Regions from separate parts of the Pan troglodytes genome. Here all the other regions are linked to region 3. Evidence: chromatin contacts called from public HiChIP or PLAC-seq data. All regions are on one chromosome and are shown on one strand. Each heading gives the region's core, a stretch centred on a gene start, on an enhancer-like site or on the middle of the called end of the contact. The rest is flanking DNA. Distances are from core to core; before and after follow the strand shown.

Region 1 (4,242 bases), core at 1,457-3,956, 310 kb after region 3:
GCCATTGCAATCCAGACATCGTCTCAAAAAAAAAAAAAAAAAAAATGGAGAAAGGAAAATGGCAATGTATTTTTAGCACTAGCCAAGTCAAAGAATGTAAGACAATGTGACTCAAGTGGAAAGGGCTGCATCAGGCTTGAAATACTAGCCATTAAAAGCACCACACACATTTCTATTGTTTCTGTTCTGTATTTACCAAGCAATCTTCTGATTATAATTTGGATTTAGCCTTCATTGTAATTTGGTCAATACAAGGAAGATAATGACCAGCAAACTCAACTATCCTAGCTTCCCCATAATTGTGTTTCTCATAAATAATACATTAGTATTAATGGCTTTTACACAGCATTTTATTAGCAGTTTGTGGTGGGTAACTCAGTACTCCAGAGTCCAGTCACTTCCAGACCTGATAAACCAATATCAAGCCTATAAAAGAATCAGATATTGAAACTCAAGTAATCACACTATGGGCCTGCCAGGCTGGCATACATCTGTGGCACGCCAATGTGGCTTTTCCCAAGCAATACCCCTCTCTGAATGCAGTTTGCATTCACATTTCCATAATTCTGTACTGCATTTTGTCTTCTGCCTGTAGACTCAGATTCTTGAGAACAGAGAATGGACCTTATCTGTATCCTTATACTAATAAAGTTCCTAGCATAAATGAAATAACCCAATAAATATGTAACAAATGAAAATAAAACCTAACCTAGTAGGACATAATTAGGAAATAAATATTGAAAAATAGGATTTCGGCCAGGCGTGGTGGCTCATGCCTGTAATCCCAGCACTTTGGGAAGCTGAGGCAGGTGGATCACGAGGTCAGGAGTTCAAAACCAGCCTGGCCAACATAGTGAAATGTCATCTCTACTAAAAATACAAAAATTAACTGGGAATGGTGGCAGGCACCTGTAGTCCCAGCTACTCGGAAGGCTGAGGCAGGAGAATTGCTTGAACCCCGGAGGTGGAGGTTGTAGTGAGCTGAGATGGCACCACTGCACTCCAGCCTGGCAACAGAGTGAGACTCCATCTAAAAAAAAGAAAAGAAAGATTCTTATATGTTTTAATATATAATATGTATTAATAATAAAATTTTCCTCTGAAGGCTACAAATGGAAAGCCAGACACACAATATCTGAGACCAAATAAGCATATCTAGATTCAGCTGGAACTCTCGATTTATGTTGAACTTACATAGGCCATATTTTTTGAGAATGCCCATGAGTGTCATTCTAACTATCTGCATAAAAGTACAGACAGGCCTCAGAGAGCATACATGCCTTTCCCCCAATAACCCTCTCCTATGTTACAATAAAGAACATAAAAAATGTATATCTTTGCTAAATACATGGGACTTGTATAAGTGCCACTTCACATATATTCGGTCAAGGGAAAGATAAAATTCCATACTAATGTGCCCTAGAGTTCTCCTGTTTCACATAATAACAGCATTCGGACTCAACACTGGCCAAGAGTGCCTAGACGAGGAATCTACCAATGATAGCACACACAATAGGATCTTGCTTGTCTTGACAGCACAGAAGAGCATTGGGATATACCTGCTGAACATAATTGGAATTGTAAGAAAAATAATACCTGATGTGAAAGATTTTATGTTCAAACTGGATTCCAGTGTATAACAGAAATAACCTCTGACCTCTCTAACCGTATGACTACTTTTTCTTAACTTTTAGGTTTTAATTTTTCTTTTTTCCCTTGTTTAGGCCAACAGTGCACCCTAGAGAAAATGTGAGTTATTTTCTCTTCTAGCAGTTAAGAAAACAGACTCCAGTGCCAGATGGCCTGACTTCTAATCCTAGCTTTGCTTTTCCTAGTTGTGTGACCTCCAAAGCACCCAAACTCTGTGGCCCAGTTGCCTGTAAAATGAGGACAGAAACTATTTCATGGGATTTTGAAAGAAATTAATCTACAGCAGGTGCCTGGTACATAGTGCCACTTTATCATTATTGTTACACATAAATGAAATTTTTGAAAAACATAAGTTCCAACTAAAAAACCTCAACCATATTCTGGTAATTATTTACTTATTTATCTGTATCCACCTCTAGACTGTACTCTGTGGCTTCCCAACATGTTGTTATGGGATTTACTCATCTTTTATACCCAGAGCTTCACAACGTGCAAAGTGCAGGTATATATGCCAGCCCTGTACAACAGTGGATTCTAAGGTCCTTGCTTACTAAAATCTTAAATACCAGCAGGGGAAAAGCCTGACTCTTGGAATAAATCTGTCCAAACAATGTTCAAAACAAAGTTCACAAACCAATAAAAGAAAAAAAAAAAAAAAAGCAGGTGCAAGACTTTGAAAACATACCATGCTGAATTTCGTGTACATAGTAAGGAAGGACAATATAATGCATTATGAAAATAGGATAGTTTAAGGCAACTGAATATTTACCACAGCCTTTTTTTTTCTTCTTCTTCTTTTTTGAGACAGAGTCTCGCTCTGTAGCTCAGGCTGGAGTGCAGTGGCGCGATCTCGGCTCACTGCTACCTCCGCCTCCCGGGTCCCAGTTCAAGCAGTTCTCCTGCCTCAGTCTCCCGAGGTTTTTTTTTTTTTTTTTTTAATTGTAAAAATAAGCCAGCCCCTTTCTTCCTAGTGAAGTGGGAGAAACGGTTTACACTGTCCGACGAGAAACACTTCCGTTCTTTGGTAACCCTGCTAGGGGGCGCCGCTAGATTCCATCCTATTTCTCCGATGAAAGTATCAGGTACCTCACCCCTACGTTTAGATTTGATGGTAGTTCCCTTAAAAATGAATGACGAATAACCTACCCCATCCTTTTCTCACAGTAGCAACCAAATTCCAGCCAAGGGCAAAAAAAAAATTTCTTTTTAATGTAGCTTAGTGTTTGGAACTTGATGTTGTGTAGTCAGACAAACCTGTATTCGGCCTCCGCTGGATCAGTCACTAGCTGTGTAATTTTACAGAACTCTCATCACCTGCAAATCTGGGGGAAATGCAGGCGCGCACAGAGAGCGTTTTGGGCAAAGACGGCCTTTAAGCTTTTCTTCACTAAGCATGCCGCTCGCTAGCGGAACAGCAGCCAGCTCTGGACGGGACCTTGCACAGTTACGATGACATCACTTCCGGGCGCCAGGTTCGGGCTTTCTCCTGCAGCAATAAGGGCAGTCGACAGTCTTTAGTAGGGAAAGGAGACAAGTGCTAGCTACTGCCGCCCAAGAGGAAGGTGGGTGAAATTGCTCACTCTTCACCCCACTGAGGCTTTTGCGCACCTGGAAAAGCGGTTCCAGTTTGCGCCCGTCGCAGCCCTACAGCCGACAGGAGACCAGCGCTACCCAAGTCACGTGGGTTCACCCTGCAGCTTTCTTGGCCCGAAAGGGTAGTGCTTCGTACAATCCTCCTTGTCCAGATTTTGTTAATGCAAATCTAATTCCTCTAGGTTGTGTCTGTCTGGGCTGCACTGCCTGCAACTGCCTTCTGCAAATAGGTCGCTCATCTCTAATCCCTGGGATGCCGTGTCCCTTTAGTGTGGTGGAGAAAGGCCCTGCTTTAACACCCAGAAAGTTTTAGAACGGATGATCTGGGGGCATAAAATTAGGTGCTTCGCAGTGTGAAAATACTAGTGTGCTTTAGTGATGGGCTGCTATTATTTTGGGGGAAAAGGATTTGGGAAGATCCTTGTTATGACAAAACCTGTAGCAAAAAGTGGAGATTTAATTCCAAAGATTGTAATTAAGGATAAAATAGGTGTTAGGTTGCAGTTGGCGTGTGTGTGTTTATGTTAACTCTTGTTTTTGAACCAAATGATCCAGTTTTATTTTGAAAGATGTTTTTAGGAGATGGAATACATTAACAGTATTTTTATGTGTTCCATCTGCCTTTGTTGTTTGATTCTTTTTAGAAAATCCACATTTTGTCTTAATTTTAGCTGTCAAAAAATAAATAGCACTTTTCAGAGGACTCTATCAATTATTGTACTTTATATTAGCTGTCTTAATAATAAGTCTTTTGGTAGGAACAGCATGCAAGTAATAATACTAAAAAATTTTATATCTGACCCCTGTTTTCCCCCTTGGAGAACATTATATTCATTCATAATATTATTTATATTCCCATGTTGCTATAGCCTTTACAAACTTTTGGTGACTTTTACAAACTTTCCTGTAATTCTGTAAAACTATATATTGAAAAATAAGCTGGCTAATGTCAGTTGCAAATAATAAGTTGTTTCTGTAATTCTTTTTCAGGAATTATCT
Region 2 (4,173 bases), core at 637-3,136, 410 kb after region 3:
TGCACTCTAGCCTGGGCAACAAGAGTGAAACTCCGTCTCAAAAAAAAAAATAAATAAATAATTTAAAAAATATATATATGATATACACCAAAAGGAATTAAGTTGTGATTTAGATTGAAAATTAAGTTGTGATTTAGATTTAAAAAAAAGCAAATTGAATGAGGGGTGGGTTACTTTTTTCAATATTTTCATGATTTTATGTACTAAGTGCTGCAGTCAAACATTCGAATCAAGCAATGCCCTATTTGGGGACAGTAAGACCTATCATGTTCCATCTTTGTATTTTTCCCTCTTTTTATCTCAATGACTAGCATAGAGCTGGCACTGTTGAACTGGGCTTTTTTTTTTTTTTTTTTTGAAACAGGGTCTTGCTCTGTTACCCAGGCTGGAGTGCAGTGGTGCGATCACGGCTCACTGCAGCTTTGATCTTCCCGGGCTCAGGCGATTCTCACACCTTAGCCTCCGAGTAGCTGGGACTACAGGCCTGGGCCACCATGCTGGCCTGGGCTTCATTTATTTGTAGGGGAGGGCTCAACTAAGTGAAAACTAAGTTTCTTTTTAACTCTATTTATTTTGTGAACATGACTGATTACATAGTATCACAAGAGCCTCTAAAAGCAGCTTTTATCATATTTATGCTACCTCACACACACCTCAGGGATCTGTAACCACCAGTATGCGTAAGTGGCTTGCTATGGTGGTAATCAGAATGGGCTGTGTGTCTTTTGAAAATTCACCCCCAATCCCCATGAGTGTGCACCTTTCTGTCTCCCCCGTTGGCAGAGCTGTAGTAATGAGGTTGAATTCCAAGGCCAAATTTGTAAACATTCTTTGAGACTTAACATTTATACAGGGCTTTCCCATTTTAGGAATGACAGGTGTACATTTCACTTTACTTCAAAGAAGGTAACTGATACAGAAAGATTAAAGAGACTTGCCCAAGATGTCATTGTAAGTTTGGGACAGAACCAAAGTAGAATCTAGGACATGTAATACCTGAAGGGCTATAACCCTCCCCACCCCCATTTATCTTTAAAGGTTGTTTGTTTATGGCAGTTAAGGCTTATATTATATTGGCTTCCTCTCTCCCCCAGTTTGGTATGAGTGACAACCCAATGCGTGTTTTAGGACCATTGCTCTGGTTAACGGAGAAGCAGCAGCTAACAGGTGGATGAGGAGAGACCGCTTAGGAAGGCCTTGCCGGGGGCAGGGGTCCCGATAGCAGATGACAGTGGCTTATTTGGGGTGGTAAGAGTGTTCACGGTGATAAAGGGACATATTTGAAATGAGCTTCAAAGGTAGAACTGATAGGCTTCCATGATGGGGGTGAAGGATGGACCCCGGGTTGCTGGCATGGTTAACTGGATGGAGAATATCTTTGATGGAACAGATTTGGGGTGGGCGGTATTTCCAAAAGTTTAAAAAGACTAGGGAGGAAAACACCCAACCAAAACTCCGCCCCACTGCCACCTGGGTCGTCTCGGGACAAATTTCAAGATCTCCCTTTTCGCAACTGTTTTCGGAAAATAAAAGGACTAACTGTGGCTGTCAAGTGCTATGAATAAAAAGAGCAAAGTAGCAGGGCAAAGCCGAGGCCCCACGCTGCCCGCTGCGGACCACCTTCAGGGTCCAGTGGCGCCCGGTCCCGAGTCCAGGAGCCTTTTCGTCGCGTCTCACACTCACCTTGCTGCTTAGATCCTCCTTGTGTGGGGTCGAATTGTCGGTGGGGATCAGCACAGAGCTGTCCTCTGGTCGCGTCCCTCGGCTGGGCATTTCCACCGAGCGCAAGACACGCGGGATGGCTCAGCCCTGAAGGAGCCTACGGCATTAGCCACAGCGCATGCGCGCTTCCAGCCGCGCTCACCCTTTCTTTTCCCGCGAGTCTTACCAATAGCGTCTGCGCGCTCACTTGAACGCATGCGCAGGCCGGGTCTGGCCTGGGGAGGAGTTTCGCGCCTGCGCATGGCTGCTTAGGGAGCGAGTAAACAGTCTGGTTGCAAAATCTGAGGTTCCTGTACTGGCCTCTTGTGGTTGAGATGCAGAAACGCTCAGGTGGTTTCTTCATGACCTCTTATCTAGTATACTACGAGTTCTGTGCGCCCTCCAGTGGTAAATATGAAGAATAGTCGTGCAATAGAAACAGCGCTTAATATGATATTTATTATCTAGGGAAAGATGAAGCTAAGGAACAGATTTAAGAGATACCGTGTTGGCAAAAGAACTGTACAGACTTGGTAAAGTTTTGGTTAACTCGTGGTTAGGGTTGCCGGATAAAATACAGTATGAACTTCAGATGAATTAATAGTTTTTTAGTGCATCTATGTCCCGTGCAATATTTGCAATATCTCATTTCTGTGGAAAAAATGACTAAAACTTGGAAATAGGCAAAAGAGATTTATTTACTGGATGCTCTTTCAGTGCTGCTCTGGACTTGACTTTATTATATTGACTGGGCTGTTTTACAATTCTGTAGGGGCAAAGGTTAACTTTGGTAGAGATTTTGGTTTGGTAGAGATGCAAATAATTTTTTGTTGTACCAGATACCAACACAGGTTATGATTTATTGTTCTGCAACACATTAGTCAGTTTTGTATCTAACCCTGCATTCTTTCCTAACATTTCTTTATTAATATATGCCTAGCTTCTCTAATATTCTGTATTGGTTTTAAAGTCATCGGTTCCCTCACTAACCAATGAGTTGAATAAAAGTTTGACATGTATATATTTTATGTTCACATTAGAGACATGATTTTAGGTTTTTGAGAATTATACTGTATTATTGGAAATCTTAAGTTTCCACAGAGATGCCCAACTGGATTTATGTGATGAATCAAACTGTCTGGCGAAAGAAATGTATACATCATGGGTTGTTTAAGGCCAGGCATGTTTTTTATTTGCTCTTACAGAAATCCCAAGTGGTTATATATTTTTCCTTTATAATTGATTTTTAAAGATTGTGTTTTCATTTCTGATTTGTACATTCCTGATAAGTTATTCAGGTATAACTTATACATTACTGATACATTGATAGCAGCAATGATTGGGAGTTTGGTTTTGTGGTCTAAGCATTTGGTGGTATCTGTTGGATGATGGACGTCTAGTCTCATTGGTAGAGAGGTAGATAGGTGCAGTGGCTCAAACCTGTAATCGCAACCACTCGGGGCTGAGGTGGGAGGATTACTTGAGGCCAGGGGTTCAAATAAATAAATAAGAGAGGTGATAGAGAAGCGAGTTTGTAAGTCTTTTTGTTTATTGTTTGTGAGCTCAAATTAATTACTTTTGTGTCCACTGAGAGGGAAGGAGGACAGCTATTTGAGATGTGGGCTAGTAAGGTTTTGTTTGTTTGTTTTAACATAAAGGCCGCTCAAGCAGAAGAACTGGTGAATTTTTGTGGTTTTGTGTTTACTTTTGACCTGAGATTGAAGTTGTAAGACAGAAGCAATAACCTCTCTATGTGTCTGTGTGTCTATAACTTAGAACAGGCTTTATGTCTCCCTTTGTGAATATAAAATATTTCCCTACTTCTGGAGTGTATTAATAAATCCCACTATAGTATCTCTAATTAAAGGGCCTCTGTTCTGACTAGTTTATAGAGAAAAATAAGCACTGGTATAATCCCAATATTTTTAAAAGCCCAGAATTTCCAATACTTTAAATGTGCCAGATTTTTAAGGAAAAAAGTTCTTACAAAACTGCTAGCTTAGAAACATTTTAAGAATCCAAGTTTAGGAAAAAGAGAGCTCCAAAGTGAAGTATCACTTCACTTTGTTTTTGTTGTTATTTTGAGACACAGTCTTTCTCTGTTGCCCTGGCTGGAGTGCAGTGGTGCGATCTCTGCTCACTGCAACCTCCGCCTTCTGGATTCAAGCTATTCTCCTGCCTCAGCTTCCGAAGTACCTGGGATTACAAGTGTGTGCCACCATGCCCGGCTGATTTTTGTATTTTTAGTAGAGATGGGGTTTCAGTATGTTGGCCAGGCTGGTCTCAAAGTCCTGGCTTCCAGCTATCTGCCCGCCTCAGCCTTCCAAAATGCTGGGGTTATAGGTGTGCGCTGCCAGGACTGGCTTCCACTTTGTTTAGAGGTAATAGTGAGGCTTATCTGTAAAGCTGATGAGACTGAGCATCCTAGCCTATTGGTCTTCTTTGTACCCCACCTTCTATTATAGTGTCTGG
Region 3 (4,506 bases), core at 129-2,628:
TAGCTTCCCAAAAAGGAGTAGGAAAAAGAAATCTCCTTTGGCCTGGAAATATCTTCTGTTTCTTGCTGGCTATGTTTGCTTAGCTCTTTAATAGTTCATTTGACTAGATCTTGTGGCTCCCAAAGCTAAGGTTGAACGTTTGATCCCTACAGAGGCCACTTAAATTTAGAGAACAAAAAGCTCTATTCTCTGCTCCCAGACTTTACCCCAAATCCCTGCCAGGTGTCTGCCCTCTGGTCAAAATGAGAAATTGGCAAAGGGGTGCAAACATATTGCAGTATTGGGAAACAACAAAAGGTCACCCCTTTATCATGATGCTCTTTCTCTTTTATGTGCTCATAATATTCTGATATAATTTATAGAGAATAGATACTGCACTTTTTACTCTCTGGATATTTACTGCTGGAAATCTGAGGCAAACTGTAATAAGCTCTGCCATGCCAGTTATAAAATTCATTATCTATGTTCAGAGATTTTTCTACTAGCTGACATTACCCTCTTGGTAATAAACAATGAAAAACACATCTTCTGAGTTATGTTAATCTGCATCTTTAGAATAGGAAATAATAGCACTCAGTCAAAAGTTCAGTATAATTTTCATATTAATAAAAGACATTAAACTATGTAAAAATAATTCCATGCACAATATATTATAATAACAATGACTTCCAATATTTACTAAGAATTTAGTCAGAAAACAAGTTTCTCAAATTACAGATGAAAATTCTCAACTAGTATCATCATCTTAACTTTTAATTCAGGTCTTCCTAATTTTTATTTTCCTAATTACTTGGCACTAAAAATAATTTAATACAACAAATAAAAATATTTTCTACTTCAAATACTTGCCTAAACAATATAAAATCATTTTAGTTTTTGAGGAAGTAATATTTCATATTTTAAATATGTAGTATAAATTAAAATTGACTTATTTAAATTACAATAAGAGTTGTGTGAGGATTAGTAAGATTTAAGTACAGTTTATATTATTGCCAACATAGACTTTTGTTTTTCAAATGTCACAAATAACTTTTATTATTTGTAGATTTATTTCTTTTATGAAGTAGTCAAATGAATCAGCTCACCCTTGACTGTAACAAAATACTGCTTGGTGACTTGTGACAGACAGGGTTTTAACCTCTGACAGCGAGATTCATTGTGGAGCAAGAGCCAATCATAGATCCTGACGACACTTGTCTCATCTAAGTTGGAATATAAAAAGCCACTTGGAATACAGTATAAAAGATTCACTGGTGTGGCAAGTTGTCTCTCAGACTGTACATGCATTAAAATTTTGCTTGGCATTACTCAAAAGCAAAAGAAAAGTAAAAGGAAGAAACAAGAACAAGAAAAAAAGATTATATTGATTTTAAAATCATGCAAAAACTGCAACTCTGTGTTTATATTTACCTGTTTATGCTGATTGTTGCTGGTCCAGTGGATCTAAATGAGAACAGTGAGCAAAAAGAAAATGTGGAAAAAGAGGGGCTGTGTAATGCATGTACTTGGAGACAAAACACTAAATCTTCAAGAATAGAAGCCATTAAGATACAAATCCTCAGTAAACTTCGTCTGGAAACAGCTCCTAACATCAGCAAAGATGCTATAAGACAACTTTTACCCAAAGCTCCTCCACTCCGGGAACTGATTGATCAGTATGATGTCCAGAGGGATGACAGCAGCGATGGCTCTTTGGAAGATGACGATTATCACGCTACAACGGAAACAATCATTACCATGCCTACAGAGTGTAAGTAGTCCTATTAGTGTATATCAACAGTTCTGCTGACTGTTGTTCTAGTGTTTATGAGAAACAGATCTATTTTCAGGCTCTTTTAACAAGCTGTTGGCCTGTATGTAAGTAGAAAGGAAAAGAGTTTCTCTTTTTCAAGATTGCATGAGAATATATTAATGAGACAAAAATCTGCTGCATTATTTGTTTTCTTATAGAGACAAAAAACTGAAAAATAAAATACTTGCATAGCATTAATTTAATAAGGCAAATATAGATAGCATGCTTATGCTTTCACAATAATACCACCAAGGCAAGGACTGGGAGACACTACAAGCAGTGTTTAAAACTTACATTAGATTTTAGAATTGTATTTAGTTGTGTAAAATAAGTTTTTTTCACTAATAACAGAAAAAAAAAGAAACTTGCTGGATGTTTAAACTTACTTGAGCACTGCTGAAAACCTAAAGTGATTTCTGTTGTTTGAAACTCTCTCAGAAATTTTTTTGTTCTTCACAGTTAAAAATTTAATTTTGAGAGCTATTACACTGAAGAATATGCAAAAATTAAATATCTTAATGTGTTAGTAAGAACAATAATGAAGTAAACATAGCATAATAATCATCATGAACTAAATATTAGAAAATGCCTAAGAAATAAACATTTTAATTGGGTAGGTTATGGCTCACAAAGTCCTCCTTGTACCTTGACCATAGTACTATTGTTGAGAGTACCCAGTTTGTGTACTTCCAAGCAGGCACAGTGCTTAATAACCTTCTAAAATATTTTATTCTTCCTGAGAGGGAGGGCTTTTACCTGGGGTATCTACACTGCTTCTGACAGGTAACATATTTCATACAATTCCTTTTGCAGTCAGCTCAAAAGAATCCTTTCTCCAGGAAAGAGAAACAGGCACCTTGACAGAGAAGGCATGGCAAGAAAAATTTTGTGTTACCTGTTATCTTGCTTTAATACAATGCTTTATATACTTTAAACAAGACTCCAAACAGTTTTAAAATATTATTTCCCTTATTAAGTAATCAGGTTACAATGCAGCAAAGAATTTCCATTTAAGACTCTGCTATCAAATAGGTCTGGAGCAGATTTACCTTTTATAGACAATTTTGGAAAACCAAAATAAAAGAAATTGTTAGTGCTTGTGCTTACATGACAGCCTGGCCCTAAAGACAATACTTTTGAACTTTTGAGATAGCCTGAATATAACATCAAAATTTTTGTGTTAATTATCTGCTTAGTTTTGCTCCTTTAAAAGGCTATTCCAAAGCCAAAATGTAACAGATGTACTGTGTTTTCTACTAATTCCCGAGGCTCAGTAAGTTGCTCAGTGTGTCTTGTCCCCAGGTAATTCAGGCCTGGGGGAAGGGTTCCTTCTACCAGACTGATTGGTACAGCTGCTCAGTAAGTGTAACTACTCAGATTCCCAAAGAATTCTAAGTGGTTGTTCCTCCACAGTGTCTCTTGTTCTCTCTAATCATCATCATTTTAAAATTTCATTCAGTGTTCATTACTTCATAGAACCTTCCTTTGTCCATAGTTCTCTGGAAGGGGAATAGATTCCTGATGAACAGCTGAAAATACATACGTCTGAAAAATTCTGAAAAGCTAGGGTAATTATTTTCTTTGACATTTTTTTGAGTTATAAAGTTCCACACAGTATTTCATTTTAAAAGACTGCATAGGCATACATTATCTTAATTTTAAAAAATGCTCAACTATTAATATGGAGGGGTTTTGTTAATGGGAAATAATTTCAGCAACTTTTCTTTTCTTATTCATTTATAGCTGATTTTCTAATGCAAGTGGATGGAAAACCCAAATGTTGCTTCTTTAAATTTAGCTCTAAAATACAATACAATAAAGTAGTAAAGGCCCAACTATGGATATATTTGAGACCCGTCGAGACTCCTACAACAGTGTTTGTGCAAATCCTGAGACTCATCAAACCTATGAAAGACGGTACAAGGTATACTGGAATCCGATCTCTGAAACTTGACATGAACCCAGGCACTGGTATTTGGCAGAGCATTGATGTGAAGACAGTGTTGCAAAATTGGCTCAAACAACCTGAATCCAACTTAGGCATTGAAATAAAAGCTTTAGATGAGAATGGTCATGATCTTGCTGTAACCTTCCCAGGACCAGGAGAAGATGGGCTGGTAAGTGATAACTGAAAATAACATTATAATAACCTTATGTTTTTATTCATAATATGAATAAACAACAGTGGAAAATAGCTACAAATTCCCTAAGCTCATAAGCTAGACAAAGGTATCTTACCCCGACGGTAGCCCTGTACCCAATAAAAGTAGGTGTTCAATTTCATATCCTATGAACCACTCCCTTGATACTCTTACTTTGCATCAAGATTTTAGAAAACAATTATGCCATACTTCTTAACTTCTTAAGAAGTCCTTTTGAATTGGGAATGAAATATAAAGTGCTTTTCATTAATATGATACATGACTGTATGAATTAAAATATTAACCCTATATAGTGGATTTCACTACATAAACCAACAAATCCAAACATTATTTTTTTCTCCCAGAAGGGTGCCAAATGTGTTAAAGATTTTTGGCTTAGCATAAAACAGATAAACCTTTTAAAATTATAATTAAATGTTTTATTCAGAGAGATTAAGAGTGATATTTATAGGCTTATACTTTATTAAATATATTTAAGGTTCCTCATGATAAATATGTTCATTATTTGTAGGATGTTGATGCACTGATGTGTGTATATATTTCTTTGTGGAA

Evidence for each region. HiChIP or PLAC-seq counts read pairs in DNA pulled down with a chosen protein or histone mark.
Region 1: an H3K4me3 HiChIP or PLAC-seq map of stem cell-derived excitatory neurons shows a contact between it and region 3, with 4 times the contacts expected there. The contact joins the promoter of OSGEPL1 here to the promoter of MSTN in region 3. A contact is called at or near these places in 1 of 7 Hi-C or Micro-C datasets (blood) and 1 of 1 datasets of contacts at active chromatin or transcription factors (stem cell-derived excitatory neurons).
Region 2: a contact with region 3 is called in an H3K4me3 HiChIP or PLAC-seq map of stem cell-derived excitatory neurons, with 6 times the contacts expected there. The contact joins the promoter of ASDURF here to the promoter of MSTN in region 3. A contact is called at or near these places in 1 of 7 Hi-C or Micro-C datasets (stem cell-derived neural progenitor cells) and 1 of 1 datasets of contacts at active chromatin or transcription factors (stem cell-derived excitatory neurons).

Annotation. Positions count from the first base shown.
Region 1 is chr13:91,826,719-91,830,960 of NHGRI_mPanTro3-v2.0_pri, reverse strand. OSGEPL1 (O-sialoglycoprotein endopeptidase like 1) reads left to right here and starts at 2,706. Exons shown (of 9, transcript XM_063791363.1): 1 at 2,706-3,212; 2 at 4,234-4,242. LOC129143426 (a long non-coding RNA gene) reads right to left here and starts at 2,987. Exons shown (of 2, transcript XR_008546847.1): 1 at 2,905-2,987; 2 at 329-1,030.
Region 2 is chr13:91,724,364-91,728,536 of NHGRI_mPanTro3-v2.0_pri, reverse strand. ASDURF (ASNSD1 upstream open reading frame) reads right to left here and starts at 1,886. Exons shown (of 6, transcript XM_024354974.3): 1 at 1,684-1,886. The coding sequence starts at 1,773.
Region 3 is chr13:92,131,769-92,136,274 of NHGRI_mPanTro3-v2.0_pri, reverse strand. It overlaps MSTN (myostatin), which reads left to right and starts at 1,378. Exons shown (of 3, transcript NM_001079919.1): 1 at 1,378-1,750; 2 at 3,536-3,909. The coding sequence starts at 1,378. All of the region lies in intron 2 of C2BH2orf88 (chromosome 2B C2orf88 homolog), which reads right to left.